Regions from separate parts of the Mus musculus genome. Here region 1 is linked to region 2. A link is a contact called in public Hi-C data. All regions are on one chromosome and are shown on one strand. Each heading gives the region's core, a stretch centred on a gene start, on an enhancer-like site or on the middle of the called end of the contact. The rest is flanking DNA. Distances are from core to core; before and after follow the strand shown.

The links. A called contact is a pair of places that touch in the nucleus more often than the background predicts.
Region 1: a contact with region 2 is called in a Hi-C map of the HPC-7 cell line, with 5 times the contacts expected there. The contact joins the enhancer-like site here to the promoter of Lncbate6 in region 2. A contact is called at or near these places in 2 of 39 promoter capture datasets (the HPC-7 cell line and liver), 1 of 15 datasets of contacts at CTCF or cohesin (CD8 T cells), 32 of 484 Hi-C or Micro-C datasets (CD4 T cells, CD8 T cells, ECoMG myeloid progenitors and 21 more) and 12 of 115 datasets of contacts at active chromatin or transcription factors (CD8 T cells, the HPC-7 cell line, bone marrow-derived dendritic cells and 7 more).

The regions. Positions count from the first base shown.
Region 1 is chr13:37,592,017-37,597,666 of GRCm38.p6, reverse strand. No RefSeq gene overlaps it. Among named protein-coding and RNA genes, the nearest start is that of Gm47754, 14 kb to the right of the region's middle. Within about 2 kb of position 2,331, at least 51 of the 459 cell types and tissues checked have an H3K27ac peak or open chromatin away from gene starts, as enhancers often do. A contact at or near this core is called in ECoMG-derived neutrophils, the HPC-7 cell line, LSK cells and 8 more, where this site is marked.
Region 2 is chr13:37,536,394-37,542,405 of GRCm38.p6, reverse strand. It overlaps Lncbate6 (a long non-coding RNA gene), which reads right to left and starts at 2,270. Exons shown (of 3, transcript XR_382205.2): 1 at 998-2,270.

The DNA of each region.
Region 1 (5,650 bases), core at 1,082-3,581, 55 kb before region 2:
TTACGAGTTTATGGGACTAGCTTTCAGTGGGTCCTGCAGGGACCAAGGTTACAGGAACATCGCTCACCAATTCAACCCTCAGGCTTTCTTCAATTTCTCTTTTTCAAAACCCCTTTCTTAGATTTCAAAGAAAGTGTATGTTAATGCTGACGGGCTTTCATGTGAGAAATGGTATATTTTTATGGAATGATTTAAAGAGAAGGAAAGGGCATCACAAATTCATGATTCATAGGAATGTCTATACAGCTTTCTAGGACGAAGCCAGCGACGACAGGTCTTCAGGAAAGCGAACGTTGAAGGAGCAGGCAAGAACGGTGTTCTTTAAGGGAATCTTCCAGCTGTCCTGTGATAGCTAGATTGTTGCCTTCCATCATGACCCACTTCTATGCACATGAGGAATGCTTTACCCAAACTGAGATGCACTGTTATTCTAACAAGCTTGCAAGAGTCCAGAGACTTAGCACAAAAATGATGTGGCGATCTGGAGAAATGGCTCAGCAGTTAATAGCACTGTACTGTTCTTGGATAGACCAAGGTTTAGTTCTCAAAACTACGACAGGCAGCTCACAACCGCGTATATCTCAAGCTCCAGGGGAGCTGATGCCTTCTTCTGGACTTTACAATCACTGGTACTCATGCTCACAGCTCCACACATAGACACAGACACAGATGCAAACAAAACATGCATACACACACACACACACACACACACAGAGAGAGAGAGAGAGAGAGAGAGAGAGAATCTAATAATAAATCTATTTTAAAAAAAGAAACTGGAAACTGCTCACTAATAACTTTTAAACATTCACTGTATGTTCAAATGACGATGTTTATGTTATGTTGGGTAAATAAAATATGTTTCTAAAATTGATTTCATCTGTTACTTTTTACTTTTAATGTGGCTACCAGCAAATTTAAAATCACAAGCATATGTGACTCGTACAGTTAGCCTTCTAACCTGTGGGCATCGAGAGATTCCACCACCTACTGATAAAAAAGATGCAGGGAAACAAAGTTGTCTGTTCGGAACACACCCAGACTTTTTGTGTGTGTCTTTATTCCCTCAACACAACAGGGCAGCAATTGTCTTTACATCACGTTCACTATCAAAAGGCATATTGGGATGATTTGAAGTTTAGAGGAGGCTGTATATATCTTATATGCAAATACCACTTCGTTTTATACTGTAAAACGTGGCCATAAGAGTTAGTTCATAGAAACAATTCCTTTCAGGTGTGAAGGCTGGCTGTGTTGGCTTTCCATTGGGCTAAACTGAATATGGGCATACAGTCCCATCAGCTTCTTGTGGAAAATTAAAATACACCAACTTTTTACATATTCAATGTGAACACGGCTACTCTAGCTGAGGACATTTTAAATGGTTTCTCAGTTTATAGATTTTTGGGTTTTTGTGGTTGATGTTATTGTTTGATTGTTTTTCTTGTAGTTTGGTTGTTTTTTTGGAAATGCTAGAATTTCTTTTGTCTCAGCAGGTGCCTATTTTATTTTATTTTATTTTATTTTATTTTATTTTATGGCCAAGATCTCGCTATGTAGCCCGAGTTGGCCAAAACCTCATAATCTTCCCACCTCAGCCCTCCAGGTCCTGGCTGCAAATTGTCCCCACCATGCCAGCCTCTAAAAGCAGAAGTTTAACTGGGACCCATCTGCATGGGAACTGAAGAGGGAGGCTGTAGGGTTGTAGGTCAGATATCTCTAGAGAAGAAAGATCCTGTCTTAACTCCCTTCTGCCACTTAAAGGACGAGCAGAGAAAAAGAGAAAAACCTTCTGTAAAGTGCAATGTCCTGAGACTGGTCTCTAAGGTCTGAGAAACCAAGTGCAAATGAATGTATTTTAATCCAGATTTCATTTTCTGAAAACTATGGCCCCTAAGATCCTAAGGGTCAGGAGCTCATGGAAGTTTAGAAAGGATGCTTAGAAAAGCTGTCCATGGGCCCCAAAGGCCGCTATGTCTCTGCACAGGCTGAACTGGAACTCAAAGGACAGCCTAACCTTTCCAGGAGCCCAAAGTGAGAGAGTCTTTGCTCCCTATGCAAGGGTAAGGCACTTAGTGACCAGGATACGGTGCACAGGTTGGAAGGATCCCTAAGCTCTGAGAGAGGGTACCTCCTACAGGGAAACAGCTCCGTCCCCCGTGGTTCGTTTTGCTAGACAGCAAATTATTTAAGCACATTCAACAGTCTTTGTGATCCGCTGTGACATCTGCCACAAGGAGACTCTAAAACTGAGGAAGTCAGCAGTTGGGACGGAAACTGCGGGTCAAGCTTTAACTCTGTGTGACATTCTTTCAGGGACTTTCTTCCCAGAAGAGCTTGAGTTAGGATCCTCCCCGGGGCTTCCCTCTGGTAAGGGTGTTAAGTCAAACTGCTGCTCTGCCTCTGCTGTAACTGTGGTCATCCAAAGGTAACTCACCCTACTTCTTTTGTTGTTTATAACATTTCACAGGGAGAGTTCTCAGCCCCGTTTCTCTCAGTTCTGACACCACAGTGCAACCCCCAAGCCCTGCTTTATTGTGGATCTTGTTTATTATACTTCAATAATAATGATGATGAAAATTTAGGCAAATTAGCCACTACTTTTTAATTAAATTTTTATTAGTGCTTTGAGATTTTTGAGTTTCATAACAATGTGTTTTGATCATAGTCATTCCCCTGTCCCACCGTCCTTTGCTATCTACTCAGTTTTGTGTCCTTAAAAAAAAAGGACAAGCCATAAGGACCAATTTGTGCTGCCCGAGATATTCTTGAAATATGATCTTCCACTGGGGTGTGGCTGACTTACCAAGATCTATGCTCTTAGAGACAACCATCTCTCCTCCTCCCAGTGGATAACAATTACCAGTGGCTTCGTGGCTTGGGGTGGGTTGGATGCCCAGTTCCCATCTCTGTACTAGGATTTGGTCTGGCTTGGGCTTGCATGGGTTTTGTGTGTACAGTCACAACCAGCACTGTGAGTGCATTTGTGCAGCTGTCTGCTGTGTCCAGAAGGTTCTTAACACACACGTACACACACACACACACACACACACACACACACACACTCATATATTTCCTTTACAACTAAACATTCTGCACTTTCATATTCTGTGCACTCTAGTTAGGTGTGAGTCATTGTATTAATTATCATCTATTGCAAATAGAAGTTTCTCAGATGAGGGTTGATCTATGGGATAAGTCAATGGGATTCAATTTAGTACTGTGCCCACTTAGCAGCATGATTGCAGTAGTTCTCCCTTAGGGCCTATGACCCGTCTAAGCACCATTCTTGGCCTAATAATGGTGTCAGGTAAGGGCTTCATCTTGTGGAGTGGGACTCAAATCCAACCAGGAAGTAGTTGTTTACTCCAGTGGTGTGTGTGCCACAACTCCGCCAGCAGTCATGTCTCGCTGGGCCAATCGTTAATGCAGTTGCCACTTATCTTGGGCAGAGCAGCACGGAGAGTGTTGGGTTATTGTGTGGGAGAAGAGGAGACATGATAGAGGTTTTTTTGTTCATTTGTTTCGGGAAAGATTTTATACTAAAGCGCAGAGACTTTAGATAAATGAAGGTAGTAAGACTGTTGCTGTTATGATCTTGAATGCCTCGCGGCTTCAGAAGGATGACACCAGGCCAAACAGTTCTACATGAGGTTTATTGGGAGAAAGAGGGGCAAGGTGGTGGCGGAAAGAGAAGGGGGGAGAGGGGGGGGGGGAGAAAGAGAGAGAGAGAGAGAAAAAGAGAGAGAGCGAGCAATCGGGGGCCTTTCTTTATATATGAGTGATGATGTAACACAGGTAAAGGTGGGAGGTGAGCCAAGTGGATTCTGGGAATATGGTGGCTGTTGTCTTGGCATCAGGCCTGCAGGCCCTGATTACGTGACATCACTGGTTTTGGAGGTCCTGATACCAACGGTTACACTCCTTTATGTTGTGATAGGTTTTTGTTGTTGTTGTTTTTTTAAATAATAAGTTGGTAAACAACAGAATTTAAGGCAACGAAGACAAAGACATCCAAGGGCAAAGTATCAGAAGATTCGATCATGGTGATGGCTTATTCCTCATAGATGGCTGTTTCTATGTGTTCTTAATCGGGGAGAGACAGACAGGCTCCTCAATTCTATTTATTTATTGTTTATGAATTTTGAGGGGCTTTAAAAGAGAAAATAAACACAAACAGAGCCTCTTGTAGTCCAGGCTGACTTCAACCTTACCCGATGGCCAAAGACAATCTTTAACTTCTGGTCCTTCAGCCTCTATCTCCTAGTGCTGGGATTACATGTTTACATCATTATATCCTGTGGTGTGTGTGTGTGTGTGTGTGTGTCCCCATCCTTTGAGACAGAATGTAGCCCAGCTGCCATCTAACACTTGATCTTGTTGCCTTCATTTCCTATGTGCTGGGGTCATAGGTATTTGCTACCATGTCTTTCAGACTCCTATTTAAAACTTAAAAATGAAATTATGTATGTGTGCACACACACACATGCACATACGTTTTGGCATTCTCAGAGGCTGAATCCAGGGTTACCCTCAAGCTGGACATGTGTGTTACCTGGCCCTTTAATTTTTTTTCTAAGATTATTATTGGTCCGCAGACGTTCAAGGGCCCTGTGATCCTACTGGATCTAGTTATGGCTGCAGGCGCCTCCTTTGCTGCTGAATATTTGGGTGCTCAGCTGTGCTAGGAAGTCCTTGATTCTTCCACTAGCTGTCACTGATAACGGACCAGAATCAGACCTTGCCAATTCATCCCCTTGAAAATTCTCTTTATAGTTCAGGCAGTAGAGTCAGGTTGTTAGGCCAAGGATCACTCTTAAGTTATATTCTTTAAGCGAGTTTTTCAGTCTTCCTAAGTCTTGTTCTAAACAGACACACACTCACAATCCAGAGCTGCGTGAGGATTAAAGAGAGATTATTCCACACAACTCCCTTAGCCTGGGGCTGGGCATTCTATAAATCATGGCTAAATTTATCTTTTTTTTTTTTTCTCCTGAAAACCTCTTGTGGTTTTTTCTATGGAATAGTATTCCTGAAGGGTGATCCTGGAGGGCTCTGCTTCCCTGGGAGCTGATGAGAAACATGGATTCTCCAGATCTCAGACTTACACAGCTAGACTCTTGGGCTGAAATCCACAAAGGTGTGCTCCAGGCTCTCTAGGCATCCCTGTGCAAGGAAACAGCCCAGGCTCCTGATCCCAGTTCCCTCCCATCTCCAAGATCTGCAGGCACACACCTAGCCCTCTCTTCCTGCTGCCCCACCTCATTCCTGGGACCAGTTTCTCTGAGGTGTGGGAAAAGACTGAGGTAGATTCTGAGCAAGGGCTGTTGACTCAGTACTTCCGGATGGATAGTCCCAGGGTGTGGAGGGTAGCGGGGCCCATCCCTGTCTACAGCACAGCCAACAGAAAAAGGAACTGAACGGAATCTCTGAGTATGCTTAAAGGGAGCCAAAGAGAATGTTCTGCAGGCATCTGGTTAGAGACAAGGGGGCAAGCCTGAGTCCCGAATAAAGACGGGACGTCTCATCTCTCGGGATGTCAGTTCAGTGGCCAGAGTGCTCCACCAGATTGCCCCTTTCTGTCCCTTAACAGCTCTCTGCAAGTCCCAGCTGTAGTACCTGGCTTCCTCCAGGGCTCTGCCGGGAAAAGACA
Region 2 (6,012 bases), core at 1,021-3,520:
ACATGGATCCACCAGCTGATTGGGTGCATCAAAACCACCCAGCCTCCATGGGCAACCGATGAGGGTGAGTGGGAGAGCAATTCTTGCCAGCAGCCTCTATCAGCTGCAGCTGACCTCATGCTCCGATCACCCTTAACATGCCCTCCCACCCAGCCTGCAAACACTCCTGGCTTGCCCATCTTCTGCCCACCCCCGACTCCCACATGCCTGGAGGGTCTATGGTCTGAGTACACCCAATCTGCATGACTCTTCCTCAGGACACTGATGCGATGTGGCCTTATTTGCTCCAGAAAAGCTTCTTGGGGGGCGGGGAGGGGGAGTAAGGGTAGAGGAAATATAAATTAAAACCTTTCCAGTCTTCAAGACATTCGTGACCAAGGGATAGATAGCCCCTATCCTGGCTCTAAGCTTCTCCTGTGACAGCATGTACCAGGGGCTGAAAAAGCCAGGAAGAGAGCCACCCTCTCCACCTAGCGGTAGCCTGAACTAAACAGAAACTAGCCTTGTGGTTTCCCCCAGACCTGTGAGAGCCAAAACCACCAGTTGCCAGGGAGGGCATCCGCTCCTCGGAGGAGGAGTCTGCTCCATTGTCAGGTTCTGTGGCAGAGCATTTGTCAGCTCAGACACGTCAAGGAAATGTCACTCATTGGAAAAGGACCTACTGTGGCCAGATGTCCCTCCCCCCGGGGCAGTGGGTGTCATTCTCTTTCTCTCTGGCTTTCTGTCTGTCTGTCTGTCTCTGTGTATCTGTATTTCTCTCTCTCTCTCTCTCTCTCTCTCTCTCTCTCTCTCTCTCTCTCATGTGTGTGTGTGGTGTATGTTCACACATATTTTTAGAGAGACTTTTTTACTGTGTAAAAAAAGTAGGCTGGTCCTAAACTCTGAACGCTGGACACCTCCTCCTCCTCCTCCTCCTCCTCCTCCTCCTCCTCCTCCTCCTCCTCCTCCTCCTCTTCTAGTCTCGGGATACCAAGGAGCTAGAATGGCAAGCACTTACCACTGTCTGTGCCTGGTGTGCCTCATTTTCGGAAGTCTCCAGCAGTCTGGCTGTAGAGGTTGCAGTGGGATCAGGCTTCTTTCCAGTTCCCTCTCTGACCCTTCCCCATTTCTTCCACAGAGCCTGGGGCTCTGGGCTCCTCTTCCTCCTCCCACAGTCTGTCTCCTGTGGTGTTAAATTTCACCCACACTGGGGTCTTTGTTAAACTGACCTTCATTGTATTTCCTCGTAGCTTTGCCTGACCACAGATGCTGGCCAGAGGCAGGAAACAGAGCTGTCCTTCAGAATGGACCCCAGTGGCATCCATGTCCCATGCTGTGATCATTGTACTGAGGTGTGGCTGCAGAGAGCATCCCTGGCTGGCCACCGGTGGGCACTCATATATTCAGATCTACTTCTCTGTGTGCAAGCACAGGTGTGTGTCCCTCTGCATATGTGTTAGTGCCTGGGGAGCTGAGAGTGACACTGAGCATCTTCTTCAACTACTTTCCTCATTAAAACACACACACACACACACACACACACATACACACACACACACTTATTGTTATATATATGGGTGTTTTGCATGCTCGAGTGTCTTTGCATCACATACATTCCTGATGACCCTGAAGGCCAGGAGAGGACATTGGATCTCCAAGAACTAGAATTACAGATGGTTGTGAGCATCCATGTTGGATGCTGGGACTTGGACCCAGGTCCTCTGGATGAGCAGCTGATGCTCAAAACCTTCAGCTCCATCCTCCTTACTTTTTAGAGAGAGGGCCTCTCAGTGAATCTGGAGCTCCATTTTTGACAGACCTTGGGAACAAGCCCCAATGATCCCGCTGCCTCTTCATCCCCAGTCCTGGGATCACAGGCGCAGCACTGCACTTAGCTCTTATGGGGGTGCAGGGGATCGTGCAAGCACTTTACATACTGAGCTGTTTCCCCAGGTCCCTCAAGTCTGCTTTTCTTAAATGAAAAACCAAACAAAACTCGTTGCGCAGTGAGAGATACGAACACTGAGTGGTGTTGAAGGTGAAGGCCAGTCCTGCCCCAGTTGACTTGGTACCCTTGTTACATGCTCTCATTGGCTAACTGAGTTAGGTGGCTGCTATTTCTCCAAGGACTCTAATTTTCAGTGTTCTGTTACCTGCAGTTACAAATACGCTCATATCAGACAATGCAGTTATAAAGCAAGACAGCAAACGCAAAGGATTACTGTGGTTTATTTTTTGTGTCTTTTGAGATGTGATCTTGCTCTGTAGCCTTGAGGAGCCTAGAGCTCACTATGTAAACCAGGCTGGCCTCAAACTCAGAGAGATTTACCGTCTCTGCCTCCCAAGTGCTAAGTTTAAAGGCATGTACCACCATGCCTGGCTTCTGATTCATTTTAATATTTAAAATTTATTATTATTATTATTATTTTTACAGTGTTAAGGGTTCAGCCTAGGGTCCCGAAGGTGGTAGGCATGTACTTTCCTGGGCTACATCTCCTATTCCTACTTGTTTTTTCTTTTTTAATTTTATTTACTTTATTTGGCTTTGTTTGTTTATGCACAAAAAATGGTTTGCCAGCATGTATGCATGTGTATCATGGGCATACGTGGTACCTGTGGAAGTCAGAAGAGGGCGTCAGATCCCCTGGAACTGGAGTTACAGATGGTTGTGAGTAGCCATGTGGGTGCTAGGACTTGAACCCAGGTCCTCTGCAAGAACAGTAAGCACAACTAACTGCTGAGCCATCTTTCTAGCTCTCTACTCTGAGTTTTTTCTTAAATGCAAAATTTATCTTCAGAAGTGACTAGGAAACTTTTAGAAATAGATCCACAATTTTTCCTTTGGATATAATAGATTCTGAACTGATCCAGCATATACACACTATTTATGTTTCAGAATTAGACCCTTTGAGCCCCCCTGGAAAGTGCATATCCTTTATTGGGAAGGGGGGCAAAGAGTCTCTACTGGTGTAGTAGCAGTGGTGTGTGTGTGTGCGTGTGCGTGTGCTTGTGTGTGTGTGTGTGTGTGTGTGTGTGTGTATGTGTATGTGTGTGTGTGTGTGTGTGTGCACCAGCTCGTGTGAGAAGCAGGAATAGAGGGAGAATTCATCTGGATCATGTGCAAGGAACATAGGATTATGATATTATTTCTGCCTAATGAGGAACCTGCAATGCTAACAGAACAATATTATAGTGTAAAATAGGCCTGCCAGAGAAAGAGGGTGATGGGGACACCTGTCAGTCAGTTAACGCGGGCTGAAAGGGCTTATGGGAAACTATTCCGGAGGAGCTGGCATCTGGCCTGTAGATTGGCTAGTCTTATGGTGGTGACAAAGTGCCCCATGTAAAGAACTTGAGGGAAGATTTGCTGATGCTCACAGCTTCGGAGGCGTCAGTCTGTGGCTGCTTGGCTCCATTCTCTTGACAGAGCATCGTGAAGGTGGGAGGGCGGGATGAAAAAGCTTCTTCATGGCAGAAGCTGAGAGATGGGTACAGGAAGGACCAGGTCAAGATACAACACCACAGAGTCACCCACGGCGACCTAATACTCCGGCTGGTAGCAGCCTCTTACTTTTTGTAGCATCTCCAAGCCATGCTTCCAAATTATAAATCCATCAAGGGGTTGGTTAATCCACTGATTAGCTCAGAGCCCTTAGGATCCAGTCACTTGTCCTCATCCGCCTAGTCAGTGAAGGGACACTTCACACTCCATAACAGCATGCACTTGCCCTTTTGGATGGTTGAATGTCTATGAGAGGACACAATAGAGGGCCTGGGTAGAGGGGACAGCAGCTGCCATGACGGGCCATAGGTCCCTATCCCACTGCCCCTTTCTCTTTGCTTTGGACTCCAAGTCCAGGTCTGTCATGCTCACCTCTTCACAGATGAGTAAGGCTCTCAATGCTCCTGAGCTAGGCTGCAGTCCCCTCTGCTTTGAAGGCCACACAAGAGAAGTTGCCATCCGCTGGAAGCAGTGCTGAGAGAGACTCATCTTGCTTGGCATCTTCTCGTAGGACCACAGGACTCTCTTGCAACATCTTTTAAGTACCTCGAAGTTATGTGCCTGGGAGGGAATGTCCAGGGACGGACACTGTGCAGGCCAAGATCTTCCTAACTTTCTGTCTCTCTACAGTTAGTATGAGGAGGGAGGCAAGGGAGGGAGTGCTCCTCTGTAGTCTCACTGGTTGGTAAAATACTTGCAGCAGGTTGAGGGAGTGAAACAGAGACGCCTCCATAACTATCTGTGCTTTGTATACCTGTCTCTGTTCACTCGTTTTTATTTATCTTTACTGTGAGCTGTGTGTGTCTGTCTAGGGAACCTGGGTTAATGTTCCCCAGAGCATTTCCCTTGCTCTCTGACTCCGATAGTCCATGTGCAGTGTTTACTCAAAGGCCACGCTGTGAACCGTTGGGCAATCCTGCTTTCTGTGAGACAACCTTGGTATCTGCTAGAAGAGATTTTTTTTTTTTTACCCCCGCAGTGATAACATCAACTCCGTCTTCCTGTTCACTACAGCTAGCAGTAAACACCCTTTTCCCTTCTCACACTACAGCCAGCTTCCTCTCAGTGTTGTTGTAAGGTCTTGATGTTGGTCTCCACTGCAGCCACATCTGCATCATCTGCTCTGGCAAGAATCCTTCAGCCTTGCTGCATTTACCTAGTAATTTTCCTGCTACTCTTCCTTCACCTGCTTCTTGGTTCCAGCTGTTTTCACTGTGGTTGGAACTGAGTCCACTTTGTTGTTCCTGCTACAACATCCCTGTTGCCAGTCTTGCAGAAAAGTCCCCCTTCCGATTTCAGCCAGTGTTGGAGTGGTTTTTAACACTGACCTTTGAGGAAGTACACAATCATTTGTACAACCGCCACATGCAATGTGATCAGTGGCTGCCATGAGCAGGGAGCTGACCTTTAACTTGACCTAATCAGGCAACTGTCCAGGAAGTGCTTGCCTCCTGGTCATCACGAGATAGAGACTTCTTCTACCACGTGCTGCTAGCATGATGTGCCGCCCCTCTCCAGACAGCAGGGTCAAGGAACCAAGGATTGTAACTCCCAAAACTGTGATCGAGAATTAACCTTTCCTCTTTTTAAATTGCTTGTCTTAGGCATTTTGTCATAGTGATGGAAAAGTAACACACTAAATTACTCCAGCGCCTGAACACTGAAATGGAGTTGAGTTAGAAACTATCATTGTGTATTTCCAGTGGGGTGGCTTGGAGATAGATTTGAACAGCTCTATTCATGCTGGGCATCGTTGCATCAGAGAAAGAGATGTGGCAAAAATCAATTTCTTTTTTTTTTTCTTTTAAGATTTATTTATTATTATATCTAAGTACACTGTAGCTGTCTTCAGATACACCAGGAGAGGGTGTCAGATCTCATTACAAATGGTTGTGACCCACCGGTGATGTGGTTGCTGGGATTTGAACTCAGGACCTTAGGAAGAGCAGTCAGTGCTCTTAACCGCTAAGCCATCTCTCCAGCCCCCAGAAGTCAGTTCCTATCTACTGAGTCCCCATATATCCAAGCATCAAGTCTCTTTTACCATAACCTTAGGGGAAAGCATTTTCTTTCTTTTTTTCCTTGCCCAAGAAAGCAAGGGGGCCTGCAAGGTTAAAATTTCCCTTTTCAAGCGAGGGGTGTATGCACTACTATCACTAGCAAGTGGATCAAAAGGAAGAACCAAAGGGACAGAATGTTTCTGCTGGGAAAAGAGCTGAGACTTTGTGAATGATTTGTATTCTTAAATCATTGGCTCTTGGAAAGCACTGTGGGTGGTCGGAAAGGCACAGTAAAGGGCTAGTGGCAGAACTTAGTGCTTAGGATCACAATATAAATGAAACTGTTTCTATAGGTGGCCCCTACAGGAGAATGGTAAGAATACAATAGATGTTTGAAAGGCTTCTACATCAACTGTTTCTTCTCTGCCTTTTGAAGTAAACTGTCCACACTCCAGGCTCTTTGTGGCTATGTTTTATAGAGAAAGAAAAACTCACAGAGTACCTGTACTTTGGAGGAAGATGTGAACAAGA